Regions from separate parts of the Mus musculus genome. Here regions 2, 3 and 4 are each linked to region 1. A link is a contact called in public HiChIP or PLAC-seq and promoter capture Hi-C data. All regions are on one chromosome and are shown on one strand. The core of a region is the stretch at or near the end of the contact, and the rest is flanking DNA. Distances in the headings are between cores, read along the strand shown.

The links. Promoter capture Hi-C pulls out the DNA fragments that hold promoters and counts their contacts. HiChIP or PLAC-seq counts read pairs in DNA pulled down with a chosen protein or histone mark.
Region 2: a contact with region 1 is called in a promoter capture Hi-C map of embryonic stem cells, with 5 times the contacts expected there. The contact joins the promoter of Smlr1 here to the promoter of Akap7 in region 1. A contact is called at or near these places in 5 of 39 promoter capture datasets (the SN4741 cell line, embryonic stem cells, hematopoietic stem and progenitor cells and 1 more), 2 of 484 Hi-C or Micro-C datasets (liver and muscle stem cells), 1 of 115 datasets of contacts at active chromatin or transcription factors (large pre-B cells) and 3 of 9 other capture datasets (adipose tissue, liver and pancreatic islet).
Region 3: a contact with region 1 is called in a promoter capture Hi-C map of liver. The contact joins the enhancer-like site here to the promoter of Akap7 in region 1. A contact is called at or near these places in 5 of 39 promoter capture datasets (the C10 cell line, the HPC-7 cell line, the SN4741 cell line and 2 more), 1 of 484 Hi-C or Micro-C datasets (muscle stem cells), 2 of 115 datasets of contacts at active chromatin or transcription factors (large pre-B cells and stem cell-derived neural progenitor cells) and 3 of 9 other capture datasets (adipose tissue, liver and pancreatic islet).
Region 4: an H3K4me3 HiChIP or PLAC-seq map of bone marrow-derived macrophages shows a contact between it and region 1, with 6 times the contacts expected there. The contact joins the enhancer-like site here to the promoter of Akap7 in region 1. A contact is called at or near these places in 12 of 39 promoter capture datasets (the C10 cell line, the HPC-7 cell line, the SN4741 cell line and 6 more), 2 of 484 Hi-C or Micro-C datasets (bone marrow-derived macrophages and embryonic fibroblasts), 20 of 115 datasets of contacts at active chromatin or transcription factors (the NIH/3T3 cell line, SST interneurons, bone marrow-derived macrophages and 11 more) and 4 of 9 other capture datasets (adipose tissue, liver, macrophages and 1 more).

The regions. Positions count from the first base shown.
Region 1 is chr10:25,295,490-25,298,776 of GRCm38.p6, forward strand. It overlaps Akap7 (A kinase (PRKA) anchor protein 7), which reads right to left and starts at 1,590. Exons shown (of 8, transcript NM_001379238.1): 1 at 1,439-1,590. Gm40617 (predicted gene, 40617) reads left to right here and starts at 3,120. Exons shown (of 6, transcript NR_166644.1): 1 at 3,120-3,287.
Region 2 is chr10:25,534,816-25,538,102 of GRCm38.p6, forward strand. Smlr1 (small leucine-rich protein 1) reads right to left here and starts at 1,457. Exons shown (of 2, transcript NM_001195596.1): 1 at 1,146-1,457. The coding sequence starts at 1,272. It overlaps Gm29571 (predicted gene 29571), which reads left to right and starts at 1,571. Exons shown (of 4, transcript NR_136909.1): 1 at 1,571-1,854; 2 at 2,458-2,585.
Region 3 is chr10:25,512,255-25,515,541 of GRCm38.p6, forward strand. It overlaps Epb41l2 (erythrocyte membrane protein band 4.1 like 2), which reads left to right. Exons shown (of 20, transcript NM_001199265.1): 19 at 719-827. The coding sequence ends at 826. Among named protein-coding and RNA genes, the nearest start is that of Smlr1, 22 kb to the right of the region's middle. Within about 2 kb of position 1,772, at least 3 of the 459 cell types and tissues checked have an H3K27ac peak or open chromatin away from gene starts, as enhancers often do. A contact at or near this core is called in liver, where this site is marked.
Region 4 is chr10:25,462,947-25,466,233 of GRCm38.p6, forward strand. The region is part of intron 4 of Epb41l2 (erythrocyte membrane protein band 4.1 like 2); the gene reads left to right. Among named protein-coding and RNA genes, the nearest start is that of Smlr1, 72 kb to the right of the region's middle. Within about 2 kb of position 1,730, at least 12 of the 459 cell types and tissues checked have an H3K27ac peak or open chromatin away from gene starts, as enhancers often do. A contact at or near this core is called in bone marrow-derived macrophages and microglia, where this site is marked.

The DNA.
Region 1 (3,287 bases), core at 340-2,839:
CCAAATACTTTCCAACCACTGTACTAGGTTGTTTCTAAAGTGAATATTGCTTTTGTAAGAAAAACCATGAATGTATGTAAAGAATCTTCTCAAGCCAAGAAAGTAAATGCATTCAAATCCTCAGATCACAGGGACACTTCAGCAAACACTACCAAAGCCAAGCAAACAGAAAACAAAAAAGACAGACAGACAGACAGACAGACTGCCCAAGTCCTACAAAGTAAGTTTCCTATCTGAACAACAAAACACACCTTCATTGGGCAAGACTCTCTTCTGGTTCCCCAGCACTGTAAACAGCTATGGAATGGGCCTGTCATTCATTACGGTCTATCTACTTCGACTAGCTACGTAAAACAGCAGAGTAGGTCTCCAGAAATGTTTAAACTTCATGCCAACCAGGCCACTTACCCAGTGTGCTTCCATTTGCGCCTCATGAAGAGGGAGCAATCCAAATTATTAAGGAGAAATTGACAAATCGACACTACATGAATGGAAGGACCCAGTAAACTGGACAAGTGCCATAAGCTTTGTCACTATAGGGAAACGATGCGCTAACAGCATCCCAAACTGCAAAGCCACACGGTGTAAAAAGGTGAGAAGAGTCCTCTCTTTCCAACTATTACCCTATTCCCTTCTGCCTATTACCCACACTCCTGTAACCTTATAAAAACATCTCAAGCAGGGACACTCTGGGCATCTCCTCACGTGATACGAGTAATTGCATTCACATGAAATTTATAAACGCATGTACATTATTCACCTGATTTATATTTACATACATATAAAGTATTTACATAGCATGCTTGGACTGCCTATTTTAATATTCTTACGCTTTGTATACATGTAGGTGTTCTTGTAGAACACCTTTTTCCCCTTACTTCCCAGTCCCTTTCCCTCCGAGTCCAACCTCTAATTCCTACCCAGGTTCAGCATACAACGAAAGTTGACCCAAGCTGAAGTACATCCTGGGCGCCAGCAGATTGGCGCCCGTTTTAAAGTGTGCCTTGCCAAGCCTCGAGTAAAACCCTAAATGAGACAAGACAGTGTTCAGAGGCTTCTATTTGCCATTTTAAAAAATAATTAGGTAAATAAAACGGAGTTTTTTTTTTCCCCCCTTGATTTTGTTAACCTCCCCAACACAGTAGGAAAGGATGTGCTGCAAAACTCTGGGTCATGGGTCACAAGATAGGAAGAGGTAAGAGAAACAACAACTTGTGTGTACACCCCTTTCGGTTCGAGGAGTGGAGTGGTGCACGGAGACCCACGGATGCAACCAAACTGCCCGGACTACCGGGCTGGACCGGGATGCCCAGGGTGTAGGGGGAGGGTCGATCGCGAGGGGCGTGGGGCTGCGGGCGGCCTGGGAGGCGGAGCGGGGCGGGCGAGCACGCCCCACGGCAGAGGCCGCCCCGGGGCGCGCAGGGCGGAGCGCTCTCACCCACGGCGGGGCGCTCCATGGTCGCGGCGCAGAGACGGAGGCGCGGGCCCGGGGCGCGCGGGACGGCGGGGGCGCGGGCCGCGGCGGCCAGGCCTGCGGAGGCGCAACGCCCCGCGAGTCGCAGCATCCCCGGCACCCGCCGCTTCAGGAGGAGCCGGAAGGGGCCGGCCCGGCGAGGCGTGGATACCCGGATCGGGGCGGTCCCCGGGGCCGTGCTGGGCTCGGGCTCCGACCTCTGGCCGCCCTCGGTTATTTCCTGCGGCGCGGCCCTTCCCGTCCCACGCTCGGAGGGGCGAGCCAGGGATCCAGAGAGCATTCCTTGGCCCGCTGTCCCTTGAGAACCCGTGTGTTTGCTTTAGCGTGGAGCTTTGGAAACACAGATCTGATTGCAAAATAGGCGGGCTGAGCAAAATGTACAATACAATAGCGAGACCTTGAACGTCGCTATAATGAGATGCTTTTATTTACTTGCCATTACCCCCCCCCCAAAAGTAGCATTTTCAACAGCAGTTTAAGAGCTAAAAGTTGGAATTGTTAAATGAAATCATCTACAAATTTTTTGCAGGCAAGGCTCCTCAGTATCTGAATAAAATAAGAGAAAACTATTTTTTTTAATAGTTAAAATATGAATATGTCTTGTAGAAAAGAATGCTACTGTTTTTTTCCGGGCTGGGGGCAAATGGTGGTATTACTGCTGGTTTGTTGGGGAATGTAATTTTAATTTAAGAAAATATGGTGGTGTGTCTCTTCTCCACAGCTGTAGCCCTTAAAGCTGGTAGGGAACTTTGAAGAATTCCCTGCTTAGCCCCTTTTTGTGGATCTTCACGGAAAACGGTCTTTTTAAAGGAGCAGGCTATCTAATCACAGAGAAAGAACGAAAAATAAGTAAGGGAGCTTGCGGCAAGAGGATCCTCAAAGGCCAGCCGATGCTAGCTGGACTGGACAGGGTACAGATAAGACGTTTAAGCATAAGGATTACTTTACGCAGTAGACAGAGAAACAACTCTTTGCCCTCCCTTTTCCTGCTGGAAGTAGACTATACATTTCTCTTTGTAAGGATTACTCCCCACTCTGTTTTAAAGGTGTATTTATGTAACTGGGGAGTAGGAGCAGTGCACTGACACAGCAAGGTTGACAGCCAGTTTGCAAAGAGTAGAGCACTACCCCCACTCCCCCCTCCTCGGGCTTCACAAAGGACGCTACAGACCTGGGAGACGTGGGTTCTGCACCTCATGTGTGGTCTGATGCTTGGGGGCGAGGTGTCTTCCTTCAGCTCAAGAGCCCACTCCTGGATTTCCCTCCTTTTAAAAACAAAACAAAACCAAAGCGCTGTGTTTCTATTTTAACCACACATCTGTGGTGTAATCCTTAGCCTTGGGATATAACTTCAGTGGAGGAACCAGAACACCAACCCAGCCCCCAAACCTTTCACCTACAATCTACCCTGTCTGAAATAATGTGCTGGGGCAAAGGAGGCAAAGATCTTGGGAGAGTGGCCAACCAGTGACTGCTCTAGTCTGAAGCTCACGCCACAAAAGGAAGCCCATGCTTGATACTACAGCATGACCAGGAACCAGAGGCTGGACAGCCCAGAGACCTTTGATAAGAAAAAGAAAATCGCAAATGGTTCCTAATGATATTCCGCTGTACTCATAGATCAGTGCCTAGCCCAATCGTCATCAGAGAGGCTGCCTTTGGCAGCTGATGGGAGCTGATGCAGAGACCCACACCAAACTTGAGCTGAAAGCTCTCTACTTGGAAGTCTCCTTCCAGTCTCTCCCCCTCAGAGTTTGGGGAGCCCTGAGGAAAAGGGGAAGAAAGAATTGGAGGATTCTGCCAGTGAGGTGGA
Region 2 (3,287 bases), core at 207-2,706, 240 kb after region 1:
GTTTTAAGACAGAGACTCATGTTATAGTCCAGGCTCAACTCAAATTTAAGCAAGTCTCCTGTCTCAGCCCCCTGGGTGCTAGAATCACAGCTGTGTACAACCATACCAGCTTTCAAACTTGTTTTTTTCAGTAGTTTAATATGAAACCGTCCAAATTAAGAAGCGGGTTGACTTTAGTGACGTGCCTAAAATAAGCATTAACCTTTATGGCATCTAGAACTTACTGAAAAACCAAATGAACATGCACCCTCTCAAAACACAGCTCGGCTCCAGAGCAAACAATCTCAGTCCAGGAACAAAACGCCCACAGCAGATCACCTAAAGCTTCTGAATGTATCCCGTGGTTTCCGGTTGGTTGGTTTGTTTGTTTTTTAAATCTACCCATCTTATGGAAAATCTCTGCTGCAGTCCAGATCCAATGTTTTGCGTTGGCTAAACGCCGATAGCACAATGCTTAGAACATTTCTTAAGCAGAAGTTCAGAGGCTGAAGAAGGCATACGCACATGTACATGATCATGGGTGTATACATGTGTGCAGAGTCATGAAAACCTGTGTGTGTGTGTGTACTATGAGTCCATCTTGACCTGCTGTATGCCTCACTTCACGCTTGAATCATTTTCGAGGTTCTGAAGGTTTATCTTGAGAAGGAAGCAGCAGAGATAAGATGTGGGGGTAGTACGATGGACTAGTTCCCACCTGGGCCATTCAAATCCCTTAAGTCTCTCAGCGGCACTCAGTGTCAGTGGGAGCCCAGTGCACGTGTGACTGACAGTAGTCCTTGTGAGGACTATGACATATACACACACATCTGTTACGTGGGGGAGGCAGACCGTGGACAGCATAGAGTCTGATGCCTTGAGAAATAAACAAGCAACCCTATGTCCAATTCGGTGATTCACAGTTGACTGTCTACGGGGAACCACAGTGAAGGACGCCCTATAGCAAGTGGACAAACCCTACGTACCTCATAACTTACAGAGTTGAAAGTATCAAACTTTGCCCCGTTCATCAAGAAAGGGCTGGAGGGTGGGGGAAGAAATCTGTCAATCAAACAGGTACATCTCCCCAGCTTCCCAGAGCACCTGCCGGCTTGGGTGTGTTTCAAGGATGAACCAAACCCTTCCTCGTGGGGTCTCACACTTACCTGCCATCAGTTTGATCCTGAAGTAGGCAAGAAGGAGGAGAAGCAGCAAGGTCACAGGCAGGAAGATCCCCAGGACCAGGACAGGGCCGGGGAGTTCCTGCAAGAAGATTGCCAGCACGGAGCTCATGGTCCCCACTGCTCGGGACAGGCGACTTGGCTCTGCTCTGTGGTTGTCCTTTCCCGAAGTTCTGGCCTTTGCTCATGCTTTTCCATGAAACCTGTTGTGGACTTTGCTCTGGCTTATTAGTGGAGTGAATACTGGAGCGCTGTTGGCAAGTTACTCTGTAACTCAGCTACAGTTGTAGAAGAACCGAAGAGTAAACCTCCCAAGCTGTCCTGGAGATGCGTCTTTGTCTGACAGGAAGTGGGATGGTCCTGGTAGGCTGGGGTTAAATATCTGACTTCAAACAAATGCCCTTCTCTCTATGTGTTTTCACAGAAACCCAGGCCCAGGGAGAACATTTACCCCTCTTCCTACATTTCAGAGCTGAAAATGTCGGAATTGTCATGGTAATGCCCATAGTTGATGTGACAGATACTGAGAAGGAAAAACACGCTTGCCACATGTGAAAACTGCCTGGTTGGTTCTGCTCTGAGTGCCTCTCTGGAGGGCACATTGATGGATTTGACAATCACTTAATTCTACTAGAGCCTGACCTTCAGTCTGGAAGTCAGATATACGCAGCAGAGACGTAGATGATAGCCGCAGGTGAGTGGGGGGGGGGGGGGGTCCAGACAACGGCAGGGCCCTGCCCTTTCCTAACTGCTGCAGCTCACTTTCCTCTCCGCTGTCTACTCATTTGCCTTGGCCCAAAATGCAGGCTGTTATGACAACTCCAGACTTCCAGGATAAGAGACGGCAATAAACTGGCAAATGCCAAGGTTCATGATCATCTATTGACTACCAGTGAGCTGCCTTGTACCAATTTAGGGGAAAACTTCCAAAGCTACTAGACTACTAAGGTTGACTAAAAGACTCATTTCCTAACTCAAAGGATCTTTAGAGACTTTGGAAAAGTTTGGGCTTTTTCTTTTTAAATTTCATTTTTATTTTATGTACATTAGTGTCTTGACTGCACAATATATCTGTTTGAGGGTGCCAGACAGACCCCTGCAACTGGAGTTACCTGCACTCGTGAGCTGCCATGTGGGTGCTGGGAATTGAACCTGGGTCCTCTGGAAGAGCAGCCAGTGTTCTTAACTACTGAGCCATCTCTCCAGCCTCAAGACCGAGGGAAAGTTTGCAGGAGATTGGTAACCACATTCAGGGCTTCACTTCCGACTTGTGTCCCCTCTCTGTCCCACCCCATAGGCTGCTGCTGGTGGGAAGCTGACAGAGTCCACTTTAAAGGACTGCCTTCAGTACCATCTACATTCTTCTACCTGGGACTGTGTGTGGCCATGCGGACAGGCTCTCACCTTCACTAAACAATTCAACTGGTAAGGGTAAAGGGGCCGGGGGGGGGCTTGCCTGGCATCCCTGAGTAAGTAACAAAGTTGGAAGGAGAGTGTTAGAACACCAGTATTGAGCCTGCATTCATTGAATGTATTTCCTTCTCTTCCTCTCTCCACAGAGGGCTGCTGCTGCTGTGGTTTGTGCATGCTCTCTGTTGAGATGGTTATTTGGTGCTTATTCAGCTGGGCTAGAATGCTGATTTGTAAAGTGTCAATCTTCAGAGAACCTTCATTAACTGGAGGCAAACAGGTTTGATGTTAGCCAGCTGCTAGGATGGATGTTCTGTATCCACCCACTCGGCAAGGCTTACCTGAATGCCTAGGCTTCGTTGAGTGTGGAGAAGAGGCAATGTGAATAACAGCGCTTAGCCCCAGATTCACATAGAAGCAAAGCTCTGGGGCGGCGCTGACTCGTTCCAATGAGAGGTCTGGGCTGTTCACAAAAAGTTCTCAGTGTCTGGAGCCTGAATAGCTGAAGCAGTCAGCTCAGATGCACATAAGCCCGAAGCATGGCAGGTCTGCGGAGAAAGGGAAAGAATAGACAGGGGCAGAAAGGCAGAGCTCATGTGGAGTTGAAGCTGGAAAGAGAGGTATTGGAGCTTATAGACTCTTTAGCCCTACTCAGGACAATGTTATGTGGACAGGGAGAGCCACCAAAGGTCTTTGAATGTAGATTTGCATGGACTT
Region 3 (3,287 bases), core at 522-3,021, 220 kb after region 1:
AGACCATGAAGCCGTGCTTTTGACACTGGATGCTCTTCACTTGCTGCTGATGGTGGCTGCCTGTTTGAGTCTTCAGCTGCAGAAAAGGGCCTGCAAGGTCCATCTGCTCTTTGTCTTAGTGATGGCTTCTATTGTTATTGCTGTTCTTTTTTCTGTCTCCTATAGGTTTATAGGTGTTTTTTTCTGTTAATGTTTAAAATTAGATAGCAAAGACTAGGAGGCCTGCTCCCATGTCTTGGAGTTCCCAGCTGTCTGTATGGTGGCTATACTTGAATGTTCATATAAGGCACTACACTTTTGGTTGACATCATTTACGTTCATACAGCAAACCTCAAAATATTCTTTATTGCCTTAGTCTGCACTTCCAGGTAAAAGTTATATAAGGCTCAGAGAAAACTTATGTTCTCCTAATGTGCGTGCAAGCCAAAACTCAGTATAGTACAGTGAGTGCACCCAGTTCCAGGTGAGAACGGGCTTCAAAGCCAGCGAGCTCTCCTCCATGCATCACCCTGCTGAGGTGCACAGGAAGGACAGGAAGTGCAGAACAGCAGGTATTCTTTGCCACGACCCCAATTCAAACAGCCCTGTTACTGTAAAGGAAGGCACAAGAACAGATTGCTGGAGCTTGTGTCTGGTTGATGAAGTTGCGTGTATTCTGCCATCTTTGTGTGGAGCCAAATACTCAGCTCATAGTTGCTTGTTCTTCTGACCCTGGTAGGCGCTGGCTCAGGCCATACGGGAAGCGAGAGAGCAGCACCCTGATATGTCGGTCACAAGGGTGGTAGTGCACAAAGAAACAGAGTTGGCGGAGGAAGGAGAAGAATAAGGTAAGTGAGCCTGGCCATCCGCAGCCTTGCCTGGCTGCCCTGTGTCCCTGTTTGTGCAGTTCTCCATCAGTGTCTTCACCGGATGAGTTTCTCCACATTGTTGTTCTCTTCGAGCACAAACCTCTGGCTGGCTGTCTAGTGCCAATGGCCTTCTAAAGAAGCTGCCAGCAGTGGGCACTTACGCTCCTTCTCCCATCAAGTGTGCTAGTGCACTTGGTAGTTAGTAGTCACAGTGACTGCTGGGGGCGATGCTGGCACCTTTCTGCTAGATTTATAGTCTTTAAAATCTATATGTTAAACATTATGTATCAAACAGTGAGCTATAGAGAGAGCATAAAGCTAGTATTGCCTAAAAGTTTAAGATTTTAGCTGAACCAAAGGGGAAAATAGTGATAAGTGGTGTTTAATATAACCAGCAGAAAAGGACTAATATTCTCAACAAACTGGGAAATCTAATAATTTATGAAGAAAATGTAAACACTTCTGGAGAAAAATAGGCTAATGATCACACAGGTAAACCATTTGAAAACTTAAGTACAAACAAAAAACTTTGGCCTTATTCTTTTGCTTAAATCATTAAAAATTATACATCTAGTATAACATTTTTTACCCATGTGGTAAAAATGTATGTTTTAATCACTGCTTGGAGATTGTGAGAAGAAACCATAGTTACATACTATATATTTTATTTCTTAGAAGACAATTTGGAAAAACCTATCTCAAAGTATTTACATTATAGTTACCTATCTTTAAACTACCTTTGAGAATTTAATGAGGGCAGTGAGATGGCCCAGCAAGTAAAAGCTCTTGCTTCCAGCTAGACAACCTCAGTTCCGTCCCTGGGACTCATTTTCCAGATGGACAGCCTCAGTTCCACCCCTGGGACTTCTTGCCTGCAATGTTGGAGGACAAACTAGGGCCTGCAAATGCTCAGTTGTTTGTGTTGCTGTGATGAAACAGCATGATGAAAAGCAGCCAGGGAAGGGGAGGGCTGACTCAGCTTAAACTCCACACCACTCTTCATCATCAAAGGAAGTCAGGACAGGAACTCAACCTGGAGGCAGGAGCTGATGCAGAGGCCATGGGGGTGCTGCTTACTGGCTTGCCAGCCTGCTTCTTTATAGAACCCAGGATCACCAGCCTAGGGATGGCACCACCACGATGACCTGTGCCCTTCCCCATCAATCACGAATTTTGAAAATGCATTACAGCCACATCTTATGGCAACATCTTTTCAATTAAGGCTCCCTTCTTTCTGATGAGCACAGCTTCTGTCAGGTTGACATGAAATCAGCCAGTACAGAAGATGAGGTGGGGAAACTGCTATTGCTCCAAATGTTATCCATCAGCTTCTTACAAAGAAGAAAAACGGGGCTGGAAAAATGGGTCAGTGGCTGTACTTCTAAAAGAACTGTGTTTGGTCCCTGGACCCACTTTGGGCGGCTGCTTATCTTTTCAGGAAATTCAGTGCAGACTGTGAGCACCTAGATGTATGTCTTTTTTCTTTTAATTGAAAATAGATTTTTTATATAATATATTTTGATTATGAATTCCCTCCGAAAGCTTCTCCCAGCTCTTTTCACTATCTCACCCACTCAAATCTCTACCCTTTGTTTCTCTCATTCGAAAACAATCATTAAAAAAATAAAATAAAAACAAATGAACCAGAATAATACAAAACAAACAAAAACGAGCAAAAGAAAAAGCACAAGGAACACACAGACGCAAAGACATACCTTTGCATATACAGCAACCCATACAAGCAATGCAAAGACATACGTTTGCATATACAGAAAACCTATACAAACAAAAGTAGGAAACCATTTAAAAAACAAACAACCAAATAAAAATAAAACCTTGCAAAATATCATTGAAATTTTTTTGTGTGTTGTCCATCTACTACTGGGAAGAGTATGTGCCCTTAAGTGTGGTTTATATACACAGCAAGACTTCATTGGAGAAAACATTTTTTTTTCCTTTGAAAGCAGTTATAATTTAGAGCTAGCTTCTGGGTTAGGGGTGGGGCTTGTGTCCCCTTTCTCTCAGTACTGGGACCCTATCTGGCTTAGACCTGTGTAGTCCCCATGCATGATATGTCGGTCCTGCGGTGTCTAGAAGACTTGTTTCTTTGGTGTCTTCCCTACTGGGTCTTAAATCTTTCATTCTAACTTCTACAGAGTTCACTGAGCTCTGTATGGAGGGATTTGATGGAGACATCCTATTTAGGACTGGGTGTTGTTCCAAGGTCTCACTCTGTATCCTGTCCAGTTGTGGGTCTTTGTGTTAGTTGCCATCTTGTTCAAGAGAAGCTACTCAGATGATGGCTGAACAAGGCACTAATCTATGAGCATTGCAGAGTGGTGTTGGAGTCTTGTATGCTGTGTGCCTTTAGCAGGACAGTAGTGTTGGGTTTCCTCCTGCATCCATTACCAGCTAGTATTAAGTTCTTGACCACATGAG
Region 4 (3,287 bases), core at 480-2,979, 170 kb after region 1:
GCCTGCCTTTCCTAAAGAGTGAGAAATGCTTCCCTCATCCACGGCCTGCCTTCTACCATCCTCTCCCCAGCCCAAGGAGGTGACTTAGCAGTTTCTTCTGTCATCAGCATATTAGTATTAATACAAACCTTATTTGTGTGTTGCTTTTCGCCTCATTACCCTGGTTGTATCTAGAAACAGGATGCTGAAGTGTAAGGAGGTGGGGAGTTGTGTGATGAGGAGACCCAGGGTTTGGCTTAAGATGATAAGATCAGAAGGGAGCTGGGAGTATAGCTCAGAGGTGGGTAAATCTGCATCTCCTCAAAGACAGTGTAAGGCTGATGTTCTCAGTGACAGAAAGATGCCACTTGCTGAAGAGGAGCCAAGCATTCCTTACCTAACTTTGTGGTCAGTGTTTCTTACATGTCACATAACATGATGGTAAAGTGGGATGGGCACTTTAGTACTTACACTTTGCATCTGTGTCCTCTGGGAGACTTACTTTTCAGAAAGTGAGTACTCAAATATAGTTTGAATGTGTTAAGTTACATAATTATGTGACTATAATGCTCATTTTTAGATACAATGTGTTTATATATAAAAATATGTATAGGCAAAATCCAGGTCTCAAATACATTTAGGCAAAACAACTTTCATTCTTCTCAATATAGATGTGTACAGTCTTCCTTTTTTTTTTTCCCCAGAAAATTGTTACTGTCAAAGTTAGCTTCACAGTCCTTCTTTGAAGTTCTTGAGGTTCCCACTGTAGGAGATGGGGTGTGTCCCTGTGTTGTGTGTATGCCAGACCCAGGCTTTACCACCGTGTCAGACTCCTGGCTGTGCTGCTTCCCCACACTAAATACTATGCATTTAAAGAAGCCGTGGGTACTTACTTCAGCCTCTTGTAAAGTGGGATTTAGACAGAGCTATAAGTATTTTGTGTAGCAATTTGTCATGTGGGAAAATGTGTGCTATCTTGGTTTTAGTATAGCATTGTGTCTCTTAGTTGTGACACGGAGTTGGAAGCATTTCAGTTTATTGTGATTATAAAAATGTAAGTTAGTGTCAAACTTTTCACCATCTGTTAAAGTCTCATGTAAACTGTGCTATAGAAAATGTTAAAAGTTTATAGACTAAAGCAACATGCTTTTCTTTGATACAGAATTGTAAGTTGATATAGTTTTGGTGTTCATTAATAAATGAATTCATCATTAAAGATATTGGACTCTTCAAGAGGAAAGTCTTGAATTTTTGTTGTTAACAGAGTCTAACATTTGACTCGACTCAGACATTATATAAGTCAGTTTCCTATAAGCAGTACTATAAGAGGTGCTTTTTAGAAGTATAGTTGATATCCATGCTGTCTTTCTGAAGTTTAAAGGAGTTGACTACTAGCCACCCATCCTCCCCAGAAGCAGAACTAAAGGCGCATAGTAATTAACTTTAGCAAGATCCTACGTGTAGTTCATTTAAACTTTATTATTTTCTGTTCTCCAGATGGGCTATAAGTTTCACTGTGATGCAGAAAACCTGGAACTTCCCTCTTGTGTTGGTGTCATGTGGTTCAGTTCATAGTGAAGGGAGCTGGTGAAACAGTGCGTGTTCTTGTGGAAGGGGAGGGTTAAGACAAGACTACTCTCATCCTTTCAGCATTTGCCTAACACACGAGAACTTGGGTGAATTTGTTAAATTCTCATAGCCAATCTGAGACTCTCCAAAACAAAGAAGACATGGGCACACTTTTGCTGGGGGTGAGCAGTTCAAACTCTGAAATCCTAAGATCCAGCCTGAAGAGTAGTGGGCGACTCCAGGGTGGAAGATGGTCACTTCAGTTGGGTAGATGTTGTGAATTCTATTTTGCTGTTGAGGAAATTGAGGCTTAGTCGGGGTGAAAAATGTAATGAAGTCATAGAACTGGTGGGAAGTAAGTGGTAGTTTGACTCCATATATTTCTAAGCCCAAAGTCTGTATTTGTGGTTACAGTAGCCAGTTCTTTACCATAGTAAGGAACATCCTAGTATTCCCTGAGGGGCTGCTGTGTGTGCTCACACGTGTGTACTTATGTGTCCACTCACCACCATCTTTAATCTCAACATCTTCTTTATTCACTGATGCTGGTTTTCATTTCTTATGTGTCTAATGCTTTATTCATTTTTTTCTTTAAGTGTCAACCCAGAGAAGTTAATTTCCATTTTATTTTTTTGTTTGTGAAGTATGGTAGTATATATATATATATATACAATTTCCTAGCACTTGGAAAAGTGAGGTGGAGGGTCAGGAGTTCCAAGAGCAACCTGACTATAGAGGAGTCAGAACAGAGCAGCACAAATAGTTTATGCTTGGTTTTGTGTAATTGGTAATCCAACGAATATACTTAAGTTCCTCTATAATGTTACATTAAATATTTTAAACTTTTGCTTGATTATTTATAACACTAGTCAAGAAATTATATACCAACCATAACCTACATACTCAAAGATAACTATTCAATAAAAGTAAATTTAATAAAATAATGTGTAGTCATTTAAGAAGACTGCAGGGGAGGAGGAAGCAGAAATGGACAGATAACACTCAACACGTATTGGATTTTAATATTTAATGTTAGGTTCCCTAAAAATGCCAAGCACCCTAGAGAGCATGGATACAGTCTATCCATGCCTGTGTACAACTGTACTCTCAGAGAGTGGACAAGACCTCCTGCCTCCATGGGAGGAATGGAGCTTACATAGTGGAAGCCAGTGTGGTAGGAAACAGTGGTTTCTGCTGCTCAGTCCTGTCATGTAGACACAGCCTCTGGTATCTCTGGGTAAGGATCCTGTACTGGATAGTTTCTGTTGTCAGTTTGATACAACCTAGAGTCCCCTGGGAAGGCGGAACCTCGATTGAATTGCCCAGATCTAGTTAGCCCATGGCCATGTTTGTTAGAGATCATCTTGATTGATGGTAGATGAAGGAAGGCCCAAACCTATTCTGGGCAGCTCCATCCATAGGCAGGTAGGTGTGAGCTATTTAAGAAACCTCACTGAGAATGAAGCAGTGAGAGAGGCAGAAGGGCATGGCCTAGGCTGCATTGCTCTCTGGTTTCTGCTTCGGGTCTTGGTTGAGTTCTTGCTCTAACCCACAGTGATGGCAGGTGACTTACAAGTGTAACGCCTAGAAACACTTCCCTCCCCCAGGTTGCTTTTGTCAGTGTTTCTCGTAGGCACAGGAAAGCAACCCAGAACAGAGCCATACAATACAAGATGCCACAGCAGCCTTCAGTGTGTCTGACAGGCAGTCAGTGTTGTGACAAGTGGCCTAAGGGTGAC